Regions from separate parts of the Anser cygnoides genome. Here region 1 is linked to region 2. A link is a contact called in public Hi-C data. All regions are on one chromosome and are shown on one strand. Each heading gives the region's core, a stretch centred on a gene start, on an enhancer-like site or on the middle of the called end of the contact. The rest is flanking DNA. Distances are from core to core; before and after follow the strand shown.

Evidence for each region. Hi-C and Micro-C count contacts between places; a contact is called where the count stands out from the background.
Region 1: a contact with region 2 is called in a Hi-C map of liver, with 2.6 times the contacts expected there. The contact joins the promoter of TUBD1 here to the promoter of YPEL2 in region 2. A contact is called at or near these places in 2 of 7 Hi-C or Micro-C datasets (granulosa cells and liver).

The regions. Positions count from the first base shown.
Region 1 is chr18:9,917,197-9,921,588 of Taihu_goose_T2T_genome, forward strand. TUBD1 (tubulin delta 1) reads right to left here and starts at 1,435. Exons shown (of 10, transcript XR_010825652.1): 1 at 1,313-1,435; 2 at 1-153. RPS6KB1 (ribosomal protein S6 kinase B1) reads left to right here and starts at 1,696. Exons shown (of 14, transcript XM_066979418.1): 1 at 1,696-1,896. The coding sequence starts at 1,825.
Region 2 is chr18:9,731,007-9,735,600 of Taihu_goose_T2T_genome, forward strand. It overlaps YPEL2 (yippee like 2), which reads left to right and starts at 3,091. Exons shown (of 5, transcript XM_048074141.2): 1 at 3,091-3,241.

The DNA of each region.
Region 1 (4,392 bases), core at 185-2,684, 180 kb after region 2:
CATGGTAGGATTCATTCTCCTTCTTGGAACACAGTCCGTGTGTGCCATGGACATCACTGCAGATAGCATTAAACACCTCACGACCAATTTGATTACCGCACTGTCCGAGCTGGACTGTAACTATTGACATGCTTATTCACCTTGTGTTTAACCCTAAAAAGAAAAGTATGCCTTCAGTAACCGTGGGAAACAGAAGCTAAAAAAAAAAAAGTTCTGATAAGTGGAATTCTGGTCACTTTCGTAATTTCTGACAACCTCTAGTGAGGAGGAAAGGCCTACGCCATAAGCACTGGCTATTTCTGGTGAAATACTGACTGTGAGCACTTTATTCTGAGTGTCAAAAGAATGCAGGTGGCACTTTACAGTGAATCAGTCTGTTTACAGGGCTGAAATCAACCATACAGCAAGGAGTCAAGTTTTCTTACGTTTGCTTAATAAGGCAGGGTAGAAGTGACTAATTGTAAATCCAACAGAGCTCTAGGTTAGGCTCTAAAAGTATATTAAACACAGTAAGAAAGTACCATAGGGCTTAAGAAACGTGAAGCCTGTCCACGAGTCTCATCGATTTCCAGTCCTGCACTGCTGTGCGCCTGGTGCCTAAATCTGCTGAGGTGACAATGGGATTCCCTAGATTTCCACCACACAGAGAAAAGTTTTTGATACAGTACTGGTGTGTTTGACATGCTCCCCACTCAGCGTTTTGCAGTAGCTGTTTTTGCACTTTTCTATTTTTACAAAAACAAGTTTGTTTGTTTTTTTTCAAACCGACTCCGTTATTCCGGACTGTTTTTCATTACCACCCCAGCTATGCTGGAGCACTTCTGCACCAGCATTCTTTGGAACGCAGCCTGCGAGCGGACCCCGCTGCGGGCAGGTATGTGCTATTTTTAATTCCCGGGCCCGATTTCGGCGCTGCTGCCGGGCGGCGCCTGCCAGCCTCGGGCCAGCCCGGGGCCGAGCCCCCCTCCCCGAGAAACCCCCACACGACGCCCCCCTGAGGGCTCTCCCCCGGCCCCCTCAGACCCCCTCACACCGAGGCGCCGCCCCTCAGGCCCCGCTCCCGGCCCCACCCCCCCCCAGTCAGGGCGAGGCGCCGCCGGGCTCCGCAGCGCTGACAGGGCCCGGCCAGCCCCGGGGGGCCGCCATGTTGGCGGGTACGCCCGGCCCTCGCGTGGCTCGGCCTCCGCCCGCTCCCGGCGCCTTTCTCCTCTCCGCTGCCCCCCTCCCGGCCCCCCCGGCGGAGCACCGCCCTCACGGGGTGCCGGCCCCGGCCCCGGGCGCCCCCAGCCCCGGGCGCCCCCTCAGGGCTGACCTCGGCGCCCCCCCACCCGCTGAAGCGCTGGGGCAGCGACGGCGCATGCGTGAGCGGCCGCCTGAGGGAGCCGCTTCCCCGCCGGGCCGGCCCGAGCCGCGCCTTCGAACAGCCCGCCTCGCGCATGCTCACAAGGCGCTCCGGGCAGCCCGGCGGGGCTCTCGGCTTCACGAAGCGTTTTGCGCATGCTCTCTCCCCGCGGCTTCGCCGCGCTTTCTGCGCAAGCTCCTTGCCGGCAGCGAGGGAGGCGGACGCGCACTGCGCATGCCCGGCCTCCGCTCCGCGCCCGGCTGCCCGGCCGACTCCCTCTCCGCGCATGCTCAGCGCGGCGCAGACCGCGGCGGGGCGGCGCAGTGCGCACGCGCGGCGCCCGGAGTCGGGGCGGGGGCGCATGCGCAGCGCGGCCGGGCAGCCGGCGATGGCGGCCGTGGCGGAGTTGGGGGGTGCGGGCCCATGAGGCGGCGCAGGCCCCGGGCACGCAGCGCAGCCGGGAAGGGGGCGGCGGCGGCGCCATGGCGGGCGTGTTCGACATCGACCTGGACCAGCCCGAGGACGCGGGCTCGGACGAGGAGCTGGAGGAGGGGGTGAGAGCGGCGGGCACGGGCCGGCGGCGCGGGGCGGGCGCTGAGGGGAGCGGCGGGGCCGGGACCGGGGCCGGGGCGGGGGCAGGCCCGGGGCTGCCGCCGGGGCCATCCCGCCCGGCCGGGGCCGGGGCCGGGGAAGGAGCCGGCGGTGAGGGGAGCGCGGCCGAGGCGGGGCCGTGCCGGGGAAGGCGAGGCCGCCGCCGTGGCCGTGAGGGCCCCGCGCCCGTCCTGCCGCGGGCCGCCACCGCGTCGCGCTGCCCGGGGCCCCTCCCCAGGGACGGGGCGCTCTTCTCCGGCCCGGGTGTCGGAGCGGTTTGGGTTTTTTATTTTTCCCGTCACGCGTTTTAGCGTCAGCGCGGAGCCGCCGAGCTGTCTCGGGCTGTGTGAAGGCGTTGCTCTGGCGCCAGAATTAAAAGCAGAGCTTTAAAGCGCTGCCTGACGTCTCTGCGGATCAGCGTGCGTCCCCGGCCGCTTTCCCAAGCGGGTCACCTTGTGGTCTGCAGCCTGCCGTGCTATAACAGTCCTATAGGCTCTGTTGAAACTTCCAGTTGCCGTTAATACTTCTCTAGTACTGCTGCTTGTAGATAGTGTTTTCTATATTAGATGGTTGCTATTGCTTGAACTGCAGCCGCATTTATTTTATGCTGTTTAAACACTGCTTGGAGTCTCTGAGACGCCCGGTGTCACAGCTGGAACACCCACACCGCCTGTAAGCTGTGGAGATATTTGACAGCTGCAGGCATGACCAGGTCTCAAGATTGCAGGAAAAAGCAGTGTTTGTCACCTCAGTAACCGATAAAGCGTCTGGCTTTAAAAACGTCCATTGCATCACACCGCTAATGCTGCCAAGAGCAGGTTCTAAGGGGATAGCAAGAAAGTTGAATTTTTTCTCTCTCACGTTCCAATAATTCAGTCATGGGAGATAATTTAAATGTTTTATTAGTTATTGTGGATTTTGAAAAAGATGTCACGACTGAAATATCTCTGGCACAGTTTCTGTGAATGTGAATGCACGGTGGCAACCTAATGTGGTTGTCAGGTTAAAATAAGGGAAGGTTAGAATGGACCTGAAGTTAAAACAGGGCTGACAGGCAGGGAATAGCAGAGTAGGAAAGAAAGGGAAGTGTCTCAGGAAAGTGTAGGGGAAGAAATGTTTTACAAGCATCAGAAATACATTGCAGCCAGAACAGCTAAGACCATTAAACTGAAAGTGAGCAAGATGTAAAGCCTGGGGTGTTTTGTCAATCTCTGTGGTGCTGGACCCCGGCACCGCCTGAAAACCGTGAGCCTAGGAGCATCCCGAACAGAGCAGCTGTAGTTTTAAGTAGGTTTGGCTGTTCTAGAAAACCTGAAGAATCGTTTAAATGGAGCGTTAACTCATAAAATGTGCGGTTGTTAGCACAAATCATTATGGTAAAAAAGCACCTTTATTTTTTAGTCTGTAATAAATGAAAAAATAAGTACAAACTGAAGGGCCTCTAGCATCCCAGCTAGAATGCTGTCGCATTTTTCTGTTTTGAAACAAGAAGAAATCCTGAAAATAGTTGAGTGGTATCTAAAGTGAATGTTGTTCACGTTAATACTGAGAAGGAAAACCATGGTTGACAGCAGCAAGAGCAGCCTGTACAGGCTTTGCCAGAACCTTTGGGTAACTTGGGAAGAGAAGATGTTCTGCGAACGTGATGGGTGTTTATTCTCTGTGTTTATTGTCGTCTAACGGTAGGGTCAAGGGCAGCTTTAGCAGGTTTTATTGTGAAACAGATGTCAATTGGCTGGATTTCTCTAATAAATGATATTGAGAGGATGGGAGCTAGCAAATCTCTGACCTGGAAACAGACTTGAACTTTTGGACTCGGCGATTGCTTGTAGGCGGCACCAGGAGTTAAATTCCCCTCTAGATCACCTCCCAAAATCTACCAGCCTCTGTAAGCTTTGGTGGTTAAATGATTTGGAAGCAATGGAAAGCTTACAATTTGATTTTGTAAGCAAAAAGCCTAACCAGATATTTTAAAATACACTCCTTATCTTGGTCTGCTATTTGCAGATCTCTGTACAGCTTTTTTTTTTTCTTCTGGTTCCCTGAATCACCCAAGTCACTCGTCATAATATCTGTATTCAGTCTGCAGATTCCAGGCTGTTTCTCACTAACTTGCAGTCGCTATCTTGTGTGCGTATTTATAAATCTAAAGCCGTAAGCTATAGTCTAAAGCTTACTAGAAGCTTGCCCATTCAATTCTATTTGTGTGCATTCCAGCTGTCTGCTTGGTTTGCGCTTCTTTTGCCATCTAGAGCCATAATTAGAGGAAGGGATTCTCTTGCATAAGGGATCAAGTTGAAAATTCTTCGAAGAAAATATCTCTTCAAAATTGAGCTGCATTCTTTGGTGACTGGTCCTGGTGCTGAACTGCTAGAGCCTTCTTTGCTAGTATTTTGCATTAATCTGTCTGAATGATTATTGGTCAGAAAAGGTGTTTAAGACCAGAGTCAACCTTAATT
Region 2 (4,594 bases), core at 1,841-4,340:
TGTGAGAAATCTGCAGTACTGGCACTTGCGCCTCCACCAGCGTATCTGCCAGAGCTCAACCCTGTTTATAATCCAAAAGGAGAAAGCTTGAGGTGCGGCTGCTTTTAGGTGTTTTTCGGGTTATACTTCACTCCATCGGTGAGCAAGAGCGTTGTGGTGTCAGCAGAAAGCTGAGACTTGCGTTTGCCCCCGCAATTCCCTGCGTGTGTGGGGAACGGTTGTGAGAAATGCGCTACCAAAAGCGTTTAGGAAGCAGGAGAAATAAATAATTTAAACCCCCACAAAAGCCGCAGGTCCCTGTCGGGCCGCTGGAGGCCGCCGCAGCCCAGCTCTGGGGCCGGCCGTGCTGCACGCTGCGTTGCGGTGGTCTCGTTGCAAGGTGCAGGGGGTTTTCGTGGGCAGCAGGATGAGCCGTCAGCAGGCTGGGGGTACTGAGGGCTCTGCAGCTCCGCTGTCGGGTGTCTTGGCGATTCTGGAGGGTAGGAAGGGCTTGAAACATCTGCGGTTTGGTTGTGGGACTGAAAAAAGTAATGCTGCAAGCAGGGGAAGAAAATACCGCTGTTGATAAAGAAAGCATCTTTCATTCATCTAAAGTACCTGAAGACGTTGTTTTGTGATATCATCGAAAAAGTTTGACATATCCCTATTTTATAAATAAAGCAAAGGTAATATCAGGTGAAGTATCTTTATTACAAGGCCAGTAACATCGGTAAATAAAAGCGGTAAGCACTGAGGAACTGAGATTGTTAATGGATTTTAAGTACTGCTAATTCTATTGCAGCACTAAAAATACTGAAATACCATGAGTGATTTGATACTTTCTCCCCTCTCAATACTGCAGTGATAGTCAAATAGCAAAAGCTAGCCCCAGACGGAGATGCTTTGGCTCAGCCCCAGTCAGCTTCTAGTCTAAATTACAATAAAAGCTGAAACTGATGTCAGACCCGGAGCAGGGAAACGCTAGCTGTCTTGTTCAAGTTTCAAAAACAGGATGTTTGCAAATAGATAAATGAAAAACCCTGCTCAGCTGTTCAGTCGAAACCTGAGCTGTCAAATAGGTTAGATCCAAAACTCAGATTTTTAAAATGAGTAAATTTTCCAAAAGCTTAGCCCAGTGGAAGTATTCGTGATGCTTATCAAGCTGTGCTTGCAGAGCTTGCAACCAAGTTCTGTAATGCAGAATCCATTGTGAAAAATGTGACTTGCAGCTTCAATGAGAAAATAATTAGCACCTAACTAGCATTTTATTTTTTCAAACAGAAGAAAACGCTGCTAATGAAGTAGTTACCCCTGAAAAGATTCCAGTTTTCTAAAGGATTTTCATAAAGAACAGCACATAGTTTAAAAAAGCAATTTTGGCTTTCATACATAGTCTTTTTCCCATGATTTCGAAGCTGTGTGATCCCCTGGATTTCCATGGTGATACTCAACTTATATCAATGTAATTCCAATTAACCATCATCCTAAAGCAAGTTTGTTTTTATACATACAAAACTTTCTATTGTAATCATCTCAATATTCTTGTAAATAACATGCATTTTTATTAACAAACAAAACTCTTCTGTGCAACTCACCTCCAGGTTAAAAAACAAAACAAAAAACCTTGCATAGAAGCCTCTCTTTCATGTTGTGTAAACTTATTTTGCTGATAGTTTTGACTTTAGATACCTGAGGTTATTTTGAGGAGTCTTGGTGATGTAAAGTTCAAGCAAATTTTTCACCACTTCCTGCATATAAACGTGTCTAGATCTTGTAAATATGGCTTCATCTGGTTCTGTGGGTCTGCAAATCTGGTGTGTTGGCTCTGCTTGCTGGCCTGAAGAGGAAGGAGGTTATCTAAGAAAAGAAGAAGCTTAAAGTAAGCCTACAAAGTAGGCTCTTGTTGCTCTGGTAGCAGACTAAGGATAACATGACAATTTCCTTCTTCATTTGAGTCTATTTCATTGCTAGCAACTACCATGGTGCTCGAGCCTTCATTAATAGGATATTTAAATTGTACTTGGCAGTACCACCAGCTTACAGGAACAAATGCCATTTTGTGTTTTAAAATCTGGTTTATACAGTCTCTTAGCTAGCTGGCATGCGTTTTAGTAATGTGATCTGAGAGGTGTGTTTTGCTTGCGTGAAAGAAAACTATGCCTATACTGCAAGGTAGAAAGTTATTTTTCTATATAAGGGATATTTTCTTCTTTTATTACAACTAGTAGAAATACCGTGTCATATCACCCATTGCTTAATGCTCTTAGTGTGCATTGGTGTCCATATATTTATTGCACAGAACAGACCCTTCCCCTTGCAGTTACCATTATTTCCAAATACAATAGAATTGCTTAAAATATTCATATGAATATTTTAAAAGGCAGTAAAACACTAGAGCAAGAATAATCCTGTAGAGCAACTGTTTCAGCGAGTATGATCTATAACTTCTATCCCTTTCTGTGACAGAAGGATGGATATAAAGTACAGTTTTAATAATGTTTCATACGATGACAAATTGTTGTCACCACCGCTTAGGAAAGCAGATGTATGGCACACCATTTTGTAAACCAGAACTCCAGGAAAAAAAAGCAGCAAGAAGCCTTCAAATCAGTTTATTTCGAGCTGTGTGCTGCTCGTCTCTCAATTAACGTGCTCTGAGGTAATCACACCTAATTTCGCCCTTGCACTTTCTGGTTTGGCTGCGTGCAGGCGCGTACGGACCAAATCTGCATCTAAATTCAGAAACAGGGGGCCTGAAGGTGACAAAGTTCTCCGTAACGTCAGGGGGGGCGCTAATGGCGGCGACCTCTCCCCTCAGGGCCGCCCTCCCTCACAGGCCCGGGGCCGCGCGGCGGGAGCGGCTCCTTTAAGAGGCAGCGGCCTCTGTTTGTTGTCCCCCCCGCCGCGCTCCACGCCGGCAGCGCCAGCTCCGCTCCCATTGGCTGCCGCCGCCCCAGCTGCTGCCTGCGCGAGGCCGACGGCGGGCGGGGCGGGGGGGGGCCAGCGGTGAGCTCAGGGAGGGAGGAGGAGGCGGGTTCTCCCCCCCCGCCTCCGCCTTCCGATTGGCGGCGGAAAAATGGGCTGCGGCCGGCGGCGCCCAACCGGCGGCTTGTTGCTATGTACCAGCGGGCGGCGATTGGCCGGCGGCGGTGCCGATCGGCGGGGAGGAGCGCTTATAAAGCGGCGGTGGGAGGGCGCTGCGGGGCTGCCTGGGGCGCGTCGGCGGCCGCGCTCCGACTGCGCTGGGGCCGCGCTGCGGCGAGTGAGTGCGGCGGGGCCGGGGGCGCGCGGCGGGGCCGGGCTGCGCCACAGCCGCTTCCCCCCCCACACCCCCCCCCCCACGCGTCCGGGGGCTGCTCCCTCAGGGGGGGCCGGGCCGGGCGGGCGGCGGCCTTTGTGTGAGGCGGGGGGGGGGCAACAGGTCCGGGCCGGGGGCGGCGGGGGGACGAGGAGGAGGAGGAGGAGGAGGAAGGCCGGCCCTTGGTGTCCGTTGAGCTCCGTGCGTGAGGCTGGGGGCTGCGGGACCGGGTCCCCCCCCAACCCAGGCCGGGCCTTGAGGCCCCCCCCCCCCCAAACCGCCCTCAGGTGCGGGGACCCCGGGCCTCGTCCTGCCCTACAGGGACTGGGTTTGGGGCAGCAAAACCCGGCGAGCTCGGCGTGAGTGAAGCAGCCCGCTGCGGGGCTGGGGGGGGGGGAAGGTTTTAACGCGGATTTCTGCTGCCAGGGGAACCGGGTTTGGTCCAAAATCGCAGCTCCAACCACGCAGGGAAAGCAGCCGGACACCCCCTTACCCCCCAACCCGCTGCGATTTGCTGGGGTGAGTCTGTGCTGGGCTGCGGCCTCTGTCTCAAGGCACGGAAAGGGGAAGGCCGGGAGCGGGTGACAGCGGGTGGGACGCGGCACCTGCCCGCCTGGCGCTGCCGTCCTCGGGGCCTGCTCCGTGCTCCAGATAAGGGTTTTCTGCTGATGCCTTCGCTGTTACTTCGGGCTCGCGCTGGGCAGCGCGGGGAGGCCTCTGCCGAGCCAGGCGGTCGGAAACGGGCAGGTACCGAGAGCTGCGGGAGAGGATCCTGCCCGGAGAGGACGTGTTGCGTGACTTCGTGCTTCCAGAGCGCTCCCGTTTGTTCGGTTTAAGACCTCGTCGTACCGAGCTGCACGCCTCTGGTTTCTTTGAAATGTTTGCTGTGTAATGGTCACGGTTCAATGGAGAGCTGAGACGTTGTCCTTTTCTCACTGGATGCCTAATTCTTGTCTCGCGCTGAAAAGAAAACCGTTTAAAATGAGCTTTTGGTGCTTTGAAGGTAAAATTGGGAATGCTGTAGGAGGGACAAAGATATTTCTTTTATCTAGTGCTTCTTCGTTTTATTATTATTTTTTTATTTAAAATTTTAACCTTTCCTTGCAGGTGTCTCTTTCAGGGTGCTAGGGCCTGGGAGTAGGTGGCAAAGCTGTGTCGGTCATTGGGCCGCCTTGTGTCCTCTGGGTCCACAGGCTTTGAATAAGTGATTTCCTTTCTGTGCTGTTTGGTGTGGGTAGTTGAGTCAGGGTTGCACTGAGGAAGGCAGCATCACTACCTGTAAATCCACATTCCCTCAAAGGCTCCTTGACTCATGGC